Regions from separate parts of the Mus musculus genome. Here region 2 is linked to region 1. The links are chromatin contacts, called in public Hi-C maps. All regions are on one chromosome and are shown on one strand. The core of a region is the stretch at or near the end of the contact, and the rest is flanking DNA. Distances in the headings are between cores, read along the strand shown. Region 1 holds the start of Cotl1 (coactosin-like 1 (Dictyostelium)). Region 2 has its middle 26 kb from the start of Zdhhc7.

What was found. A called contact is a pair of places that touch in the nucleus more often than the background predicts.
Region 2: a Hi-C map of the N1E-115 cell line shows a contact between it and region 1, with 7 times the contacts expected there. The contact joins the enhancer-like site here to the promoter of Cotl1 in region 1. A contact is called at or near these places in 8 of 39 promoter capture datasets (the 3T3-L1 cell line, the C10 cell line, the HPC-7 cell line and 4 more), 10 of 484 Hi-C or Micro-C datasets (B cells, the N1E-115 cell line, cerebral cortex and 5 more), 7 of 115 datasets of contacts at active chromatin or transcription factors (bone marrow-derived macrophages, embryonic hindbrain, embryonic limb bud and 4 more) and 3 of 9 other capture datasets (adipose tissue, liver and pancreatic islet).

Annotation. Positions count from the first base shown.
Region 1 is chr8:119,837,451-119,842,227 of GRCm38.p6, forward strand. It overlaps Cotl1 (coactosin-like 1 (Dictyostelium)), which reads right to left and starts at 3,129. Exons shown (of 4, transcript NM_028071.3): 1 at 2,874-3,129; 2 at 2,692-2,774. The coding sequence starts at 2,950.
Region 2 is chr8:120,073,698-120,077,923 of GRCm38.p6, forward strand. No RefSeq gene overlaps it. Among named protein-coding and RNA genes, the nearest start is that of Zdhhc7, 26 kb to the right of the region's middle. Within about 2 kb of position 2,389, at least 22 of the 459 cell types and tissues checked have an H3K27ac peak or open chromatin away from gene starts, as enhancers often do. A contact at or near this core is called in the N1E-115 cell line and uterus, where this site is marked.

The sequences.
Region 1 (4,777 bases), core at 1,879-4,378:
TGCAAACCATCTCACAAAGAAGAAGACCCTAAACCACTTCCTTGGGGACAAGAGCTATGGGCCCCAGAGTCCAGACCTGGCGCTGTTCTCCCTAGGAGTCAGGTAAGTCACTTAACCTCTCTGGGCCTTGGTTTGCAATCTTCAGAATGAGCCAGCCCACCGGAAGCAGCGCTGACACCCAGGTCAGGTACAGTGGGAGTAGGTAAGATTACAAATAGGAAGGCTGTGGGTGGGGTCCCTGGCTCAGGAGGCCTCATCGGGGGAGGGACAGAGAGCAGACGTGGCAAGCAGATCCATCTGTACAATGTCCACCAGATGGCTGGGAAGAGAGAGCAGACTGCAGCTGCAGCCTCGATCCCACAGTCCATTCACAGGGACCAACAAGCAGCCTGCAGAGCATTTTTAGCTCAGACGCCAGACGACTGCCATCCCATCCCAGTAGAGGGTTAGCCATGGGAGATCTGAGCAGAAAACCACAGCCCACCAGAGGAAGGAAGTGTCCCCCAAGCAGCATCCAGGCCGGATGTGCGGCAACAGGAGCATCAGCTGGGAATCTACCAGCCGGATGCTTGTCCTCCAGTTCTGTCACCTTCTCCAGCTTAGTGGAGTAAATAGTCACAGAGGCAGGAGAGCTGGGGGTGGGCTCCCGGTGAGGATGGAAGCGGACCTGCGGCACCCAGCCCCAGAGACTCTGGGGACAATCCTCCTGATGGTGCGCCAACTTTGGGAAAGTTGAGTCTGCACTTGTCCCACGTTGGAAGCATTTGCTGCAGTCGGAGCAGCTGAGATCCTGCGCGCTGACTCCGCGGTATCGCCCTTTACAGCGATGTTGTTTTAAGTGAATTATTTACAAAAGCAATGAATACAGAGTCTAGCAGCAACTCCCAGGAGACATTTTAGCCAGGAGAATGCTTACACGCAGACACACAATCTCACACTAATCTTAGTACCACACAGCACAAAGTGAATGCCCTTTGAGACGAACTAAATGCAAAAGATGATTCAATTAAGAAAGTTATGCCACCGGGCAAGGTGATGCAAGCCTATGATCCTAGCATTTTGGAGGCAGAGGCAGGAGGATCGGGGAGTTTCCGGCCAGGCTTAGCTACACAGCCAAGTTTGAGGCCAGAAAGCAATTAAAGAAAACAGGAAGCAGAAGCAGGAAGATCGCAGGTTCAAGGAGTGTGAACTTGTCTCAAATTAAAATGGCTTTCTTTTTAAGAAGGCTGAGATGTACCTCAGTGGTAGAGCATGTGGCCAGCCTATTCAATGCTCTGTGTTCCGTACCCAGTATTGGGGGCGGAGGGGGGGGGGAGAAGAAAGAAAAGAGGAAAGAAAAAAAAAAGAAGAAAGAAAGCAGTTAAGTCACATGACCCTGGCTTTTAAATTTTTTTTTGGTCTGCTTGTCACCAATGACTGACCAGCACTGTCCTGAACACTTACACACACTTGGGATCAGTCAATCTCACAGCAGCACTACAAGAGATCAGGTGAGGAACTGTGACCCCCACCCCTACCCCCAGGGACCTGGCCCCACCCCACTCAGCTGGAAAGCAGCCCAAGAGGGATTCTAACCCACAGCCATTCCCAGGAGTCCACACCCTAGCTCCTAGGTGGCCTGCTTTTGTTTGACATTAGGTTCCAAAGCTAAGGAGACACTAGGCCCCGGGGTCTCTTACTTCCAATCTCTTTAAAGGCTCTTTTTCCGGAAGGCACGGGGGATGCCCAGCCTAGGCTGGCCTCCAATTCTCCATCCCCCTGCCTCTGTTTCCAGAATATGCTGAGCTGCTCTGCACACCAGCTCCTTTAGAGATCTCTTTACCAATGGTGTTGAGCTGTTCTACGGGAGCTGTGGCCATTCAGGCCCTGTGTTCTTTCATGGTCCACATGTCCCAGGGAAGCTTAACACACACAAACCTTAGGGTTCCCTGGGATGCTTTTAGTAAGGTCACACATCTGCTTGATTCCTCCACACCAAACCATGGAGCAATCTCAGCTCTCCATGCCCCACCCCAGCCAGTGGCCATTCGCTCCAAAGGAAACTGGCCGCTGGGACCTCGCAAGTCAGCTTCTCTTTATCCAGGCCTGGTATAGCAACATCGGATACACATTCTTGGTGCGTGTTTCTGTACTCTTCAAATTAAAGGCTTGTACAGAAGCAGATAGGGACAAAGATGGAAGGGAGAAAGGAGGGTGGGGCCCTGGGTTCTGCCTTTAGCTTGCAGCCCCCAGGGGCTTCGGCGTTTATTGTTCACTGACCAATCAGAGAGGGTGGAGTTTGAACTGCCCCTTCTGACCTGGAAACCCAGTGGACCACAGGGTGCGGGAGCGGAAGAAGCCGACTGACACTACCGGGGGAGGAATCTCCTCGGGTCACTTGATGGTGATGTCCACAGGGGTTGGGGGCAGGGTGGGGGAGGGATACACTCGGGACTTTGGAAAGCTCAGATCAGAGCTTTGCATGGCTGTGCACACCCACCCTACCAGTACTAGACGCTTGGGGCAAGAGGATGGCCAGTTGGAGGTCACCCTGGATATATAGTGAGCCCCTATCTCCAAAAACACAAAGACAAAACCAAAACAAACAAACAAACAAAGCCCCAGCCCAGATCTGCTGCTGCTTGGACGCCCAGCAGCTCGCTGCCCAGGGTGCCCACCCTCTTTCAAAAGGTCTCATGAGGGTCGCCCTACCTGTGCACTGCTGGATGAAGTGCTGGTAATCTGCTCCCTGATCGCCGGGGACAATGGTGGCGCCGTCGTATCTGAAAGTCACCCTTTGGGTTGGAGGAAGAAAAGAAACATAGGTGAGCGGCGGCGGCGAGCGGCACGAAGCAGGTCACTACTGGCTTCCCCGGCCCCGCGGCGTTGCTCACCAGATGACCGCCGAGCCGTCGTCCCGCACTAAGTTGTACGCCGCGCGACACGCCTCCTTGTCGATCTTCGTGGCCATGGCCGCCGCGAGGACACTGCCGGAACCAGTGAACGCGTCCCTGATCCGCTACGAGAGTCGAGCGGGCTCCGAGAGTGGGCAGGGGAGGTGGCCGCTCGCAACAGCAAGCTAAGGTCCTCGGAGAGAGGCCCGCGGTTACTGCAGAGCCAGAGCGCGCGCGGGGACTCCACTCCCGTGAAAGCCACGCCCCTTCGCTCCCATTGGTCAGGCGAGGCGGGGGCGGGGCGTCTCGCACATCCGGCGGCCAATCCCAGTCTGTGCGGATTGCGCAACTCCGCGGAGGGCTGGAGGGGGGCCCTTCCTCCTCGTCTTCCCTTCCTCCGCCTTCTTCCCTCCCCACTCCGTGGGCCCCAGCCCCTCGCTTCTTCCACCACCTTCTGTGTTCTCCGATCTCGCTCTCCTTCCTCCTTCCCTCTCTCCTTCCCTCCATTCCTCTCCTTCCCTTACGCCGTTGTTCTCCTCTTCTTTCAGCCTCTACCTTGTTCGCCTTCTCATCTCTCCTATTTATCCCACCCCAAGCCCCTTTTCCCTCCTCCCTAAGGCCTCCTTCCTCCTTCTCCTCTGCATCTTCCCTCGAATCTTCTTATTCTCTCTTCCTCCCTCGTTCCCTCTACCAGTGAGCTGGGCTGCAGAGCTCTCCACCCCTCCCCCTCCTTCAGAAGAATAACTTAAGTCAGCACTCAGATGAGCCAGGCTGGCCAAGGCTGGCGCCCCTAACCCAGTGTTTGTTTGCTCTTTGGATTTGGAAAGGGAAGAAGTGGAAAGAAGGAAGCATTTCATTTGGAAAGAGAATCACTGTTGACTTTGTAGCCTGGCTATCTGCAGTCACGTGGGGTGCTGGGGCGGGATGGGGCGGCATCCTTAACCCCCTTACTGGGTCATTCATTCACTACTCCTCTACCATCTGTCCTACCGGCAGGTGAAAGGCTGGCCCTGGAGGCCCAGCTCTAGAACTGCTTGTAATTCTCAGCCCCGAGCCATAGGGCAAGCTCTGAAACCTTATCAAGAGGACTGCTCTCTCCCCGTGGTAAGACGAGCCTCAGGGAGCCTCAGCAGGTGCCTTCAGCCTTAACTGAAATGATGTACAGAAACCAGGGCGGGCATCAAAAGAGGTCACTGTTGGTTTGCTATTGACTAAAACGGATCATAGACAGAAACTGAAAAGATCTGGAACATGTATAAGGGATAGGAAAACCCTTAGGCCTGAAGGTGTGGCCCAAAGAGCCAGCATCTGTGAGGTCCCAGGTTCTCTCTCTCAGTACCTCACCTTAAAAAAAAAAAAGAAAAAGTCTTGACACAGTACCTCACCAGGCAGCTCAGAACTCAAGAGGTTAAAAAAGAAGGGTTATACATTGACAACCAGGCTGGGCTGCATACTGGTTTCCAGGCCTGCCTGGGCTACAAAATAAGACCCTGTCTCAGATTAGGAGAGATGGTTTATCCTCTGCTAGAGGACTTTAGATTCTTTCTCAGTACCCATGTCTGTAATTACAGCTCCAGGGGAATCTGATGTCCTCCTCTAACCTCTGTAGGCATCTGCACACGCACACACACACACACACACACACACACACACACATGCATACACACACACTACAATCTTTAATACACACATATAACCACACTCTTTTATACATGCACACATACACACACATGTGTACACATACACATGCATACACACACACCCCACATACATATATTCGAATAAATAAGAAGCATAGTGATAGACACCCATTATCCTAGTACTTGGGAGCTGTCTGCAAGAGAATCAAGAAATTCAGGGTCATCCTGAGATGCATAGATAACTGAAGCCAGCCTGTGCTACAT
Region 2 (4,226 bases), core at 1,139-3,638, 240 kb after region 1:
CAAGTCTCTGGGAGATGGGCTGATCCATCTAGCAAGCTTGAGGAGGTGGGAACCCTGAGCCACTGAACCCCACTGCTCTGAGAAAAAGGGGGTTCACTGCCCTGCTAGGACAGAAGTGGGTAAGTGCTGACCTGGAGCATTCGGTCAAGGCGCCTCTGTCCTGTCCTCTTGTCCGTCCCAAGCCTCACCTGAGCCTTGGAATGAGGAGGGCTGTGGGTTAATGGCAGCTTTCTGTCACTGTGACAAAATGCCCAAGGAAAACAGTCCACAGGAAAAAAGGCTTATTTGGCCAGGAATGAGGGTCAGGGTGCCTTTAATTCTAGGGCTTGGGGAGTATTTGGTGGCTCTCTGAGTATGAGGTCAGTTTGGTCTACACAGTGAGTTCCAGACCATGGAGGGATACCTGACGAGACCCTGTCTGAAAATACATAAGTACAACTGATTTGGGCTCCTGCTTCAGAGGGTTGGCCCAGCAGCAGCTTGGGCAGAGTGTGAGAGAGTTGAGCACCAGGCCTCGTGGCAGCTCAGGACACACGTGGAAAGGCTGGACACAACGGCACCCCTTCCAACTAAGACCCACTTAAAGGTCATGGGATCAGATTATAGGCACTTCCCTGGAGCCCCAGTCTGAAGGCTGCAGTGAAGACCAAGCCTGAAGCGTAGCAGCCTACGGCAGGCATTCCTCGGGCACTGACGGTGGAACTGAGTGTCTTCTCCAGGGGATGACAATGTTTTGTGCTGTCATTTCATCTTTATCTTATGTTTGGATTTTCAAGGCAGGGTTTCTCTGCGCAGCCCTGGCTGTCCTGAAACTCACTCTGTAGACCAGGCTGGACGAGAACTCAGAGATCCATCTACCTCTGTCTCCCGAGTGCTGGGATTGAAGGTGTATGCCACCACCGATGGTGGTCATTTTTTTTTTCCCTTAAAACTTATTTTTATGTGCATGAGAGTTTTCTTGGCACACGTGCCTGGTGCCTGCAGAGACCAGAAGAGGGTGCTGGATTCCCTGGAACTGAAGTGAGCCTCCACGTGGGTGCTGGAAATTGAACTTTGGCCTTCGAGAAAAGCATCTAAGAGAGATGGCTCTTAGCTGATGAGCCATCTCTCTAGCCCCTGCTCCCTAGGTTATCACTTTAAAATGGCTGCTCTTATACCATGTGAACTTCACTCCAGTTATTTAAAAAAACAAACATGCTGAGACCTCCTGTCCTGGGAGATTCTGTCTAGGGACAACAGGACAGGGAAGCTATGATCTAGATCCCTCAATTGCAGATCTTAGTGACCAAGGGGAGGTACTAACACTTTGGGGGCAGATCAGGGTCTCGATCACCATTGTCCAGCCTGAGCCAGAGGTGACTGGGGTCACATGGGGACTGCCACGCCTCGTTCCTCGGCTGTGTGAGGATGGGGAGGAAGGTAGAAATGGAAAAGTACCTCTGCTCCCGAGGAGGAACCGGGCAGGGCTGTGGTTTGAGATCTACAGGGCCTTTGCCAGAGTGAGATGCTCTCTGGGAGACCATAAACATCAGCTCTGCTGGCATGTGTTGTAAGGGGATTCGGTTTTGTTTAGTTGGTGAAATTCTGATTTACTTTTTAAAAACCCACAAAACCCCTTGACAGATCCATCTTAAATGAGGACACCAGGCTACCCAGGAAAGCTGAGTTCACAAAGGCTGAGCTGGACCTCAGGTATGGGCTGTAGAAAACCCCTCAGCCATCACTGGTTCTGGTTTCTTGAGAGTCGGCTGTGTGCCGGGGGCAGGAGGGGATCCCCTTAATTGTGTGTGCCTTCTTGTTTCTGACCTCCAAGCCCTGCCAGGACAGGAGCTCCCTTGTGTCATTTTACAAAGGAAGGCATTTTTGGCACAGAGAAGCAGAGGCGCTTACTCTGAATCACACGGCCAGGGAGTGGCAGATAGGCAAGCAGGTTTGTTCATTTCAGGCTGCAGAGATCTGCTGCCTTGCACCCAGGAACTGCTGGAGCCATTGTTTCTGACCAAACGCGGCTCCTGAAACACAGATCCCAGCCCAGGAGGTCAGGGTGGCCTTTCACGCCTGGCAGAGCCTGTGCTGCCAACCTAGGGGTCCCAGGGGGAGAAAAATGGAGAAATGCATCCTAGAAGGGAGAAACAGTGAGCTTGTTCACGTTAAGAGGTGGGTGGCTGATAGCTTGGTACAGGAGACTCTCCAGGTAGGTGCAGTGCAGTGCGGAGGGAGAGGAGACAGGGAAACCCCTACAGCTCTCAGTAGGAACCTGCCTGCCTGCAAGGGAGGAGGGAAGGGGAAGAGGGAGGGAGGAAAGCCCCAAGGGCTCCTGTTTGCACTACTCATGCATCCTAGTGGGGTGACACAGCTGACTGGAGATGTTTTGTCCCTGGGGTAGGGGGCCAAGGTCCCACCAGGAACTCTTCAGCTCAGGAAGCCTGGCTGGGGCCAGCCTCCAAGGTCACCCAGTGAGCCTCAGGGTCTCCCACAGGTAGAGCCCTGGGGATAGCCACTTATTCCTACAGGCACTCCCTCCATTCCCTACCCCACCACCATGGGCTCGGTACCAATAAAACGAATGTCTCAGCACTTCTGTCTTGGGAGACTTTCCCAGCTCTTTCTTTTTTGGGGGGAAGGGGGGTTCAAGACAGGGTTTCTCTGCATAGTTCTGGCTGTCCTGGAACTCACTCTGTACACCAGGCTGGCCTCGAACTCAGATATCCACCTGCCTCTGCTTCCCAAGTGCTGGGATTAAAGGCGTGCGCCACCACTGCCCGGCATGACTTTACCAGTGTTCTGAGGTCCCAACTAGCCCAGATCCCACACTGATGGGTGGACTGCCACTCGCTTGCCTCTGCTTCAGGACCCTAACACACACTGCAGCCACAGCCTAAGGGCTCTGCCTTTGGCCCTCAAAGCTCTTCCTGCCTCACACTGAGGACCCCGCTGAGGTACCCACTCCCACCACCCGTCTCACTTCTCCATGTAACCTCTTCTTTTAGTGTCTCGACAAGCCTGTATTCTTTATTTCGTGTCCGTTCGTGGGTTTGCCTGCATGTGTGTCTGTGTGAAGGCGGCAGACCCACGTGGATGCTGGGAACTGAACCCAGGTCCTCTGGAGAGCAGTCAGTGTTCTTAGCCCCTGAGCCATCTCTCCAGCACCCCCTCCCCCTTAAAAAAGATCTTAAGATTTATTTCATTTTACATGGATGCATACATGTGTGAGAACCTGACTTCTGTGGAAGCTAGCAGTGGGCATTGTGTCCCCTGGACCTGGAGTTATGCATGGTCGTGAGCTATCATGTGGGGGTCTGGGAACCAAGCCCAGGCCCTCCCTCCACAAGAGCACAAATATTCTTAACTACTGAGCCATCTTTCTGGCCCCTCCCCCACTGTTCTAAAGCTTTCTTTATTTTTACTTCCTGTGTATGAATGCTTAGCCTGCTTGTATGTGTATGCACCATGTGCGTGCTCGGTGTCCGAGGAAGCCAGAAGAGGCCATTAGATTCCCTGGAACTGTAGTTACAGATAGTGGTGAAGCACACATGGGTGTTGGGACTTGAACCCAGGTCCTCTGAAAGTGCAGCCAGTGCTCTTAAACTGCTAAGCCAAGTGGCCTCTCTGCAGGCCTGCTTTAGTTAAGAGGACTTGCGACTCTCTAGAGGACCCCAGGGGAATCTCAGCCTCCATGTCAGCCCGGTAAGTTCATCTCTAAGGATCCCACACATACTCTGGTCTCTGCAGGCACCCCCACACACGACACTCATCCACACAGACACCTACATAAACACATTTTTGTTTTTTGGTTTTTTTTTTTTTCGAGACAGGGTTTCTCTGTATAGCTCTGGCTGTCCTGGAACTCACTCTGTAGACCAGGCTGGCCTCGAACTCAGAAATCCGCCTGCCTCTGCCTCCCGAGTGCTGGGATTAAAGGCGTGCGCCACCATGCCCGGCATGAACACATTTTTTAAAAAGAGAAAGCTTTAGCCGGATGTGGGGCGCACACCTTTAGTCCCAGCACTCGGGAGAGAGGAGGCGGATTTATGAGGCCAGCCTGGTCTACAAAGTGAGTTCCAGGACAGCCAGGGCTATACAGAGAAATCCTGTCTCGGAAGAAAAAGAAAAAGAAAAAAGAAAAAAAAAAAAGAAAAAGAAAAAGAAAAAGAAAAAGAAAGAAAGAGAGCCAGGCGTGGTGGTGCACGCCTTTAATCCCAGCACTCGGGAGGCAGAGGCAGGTG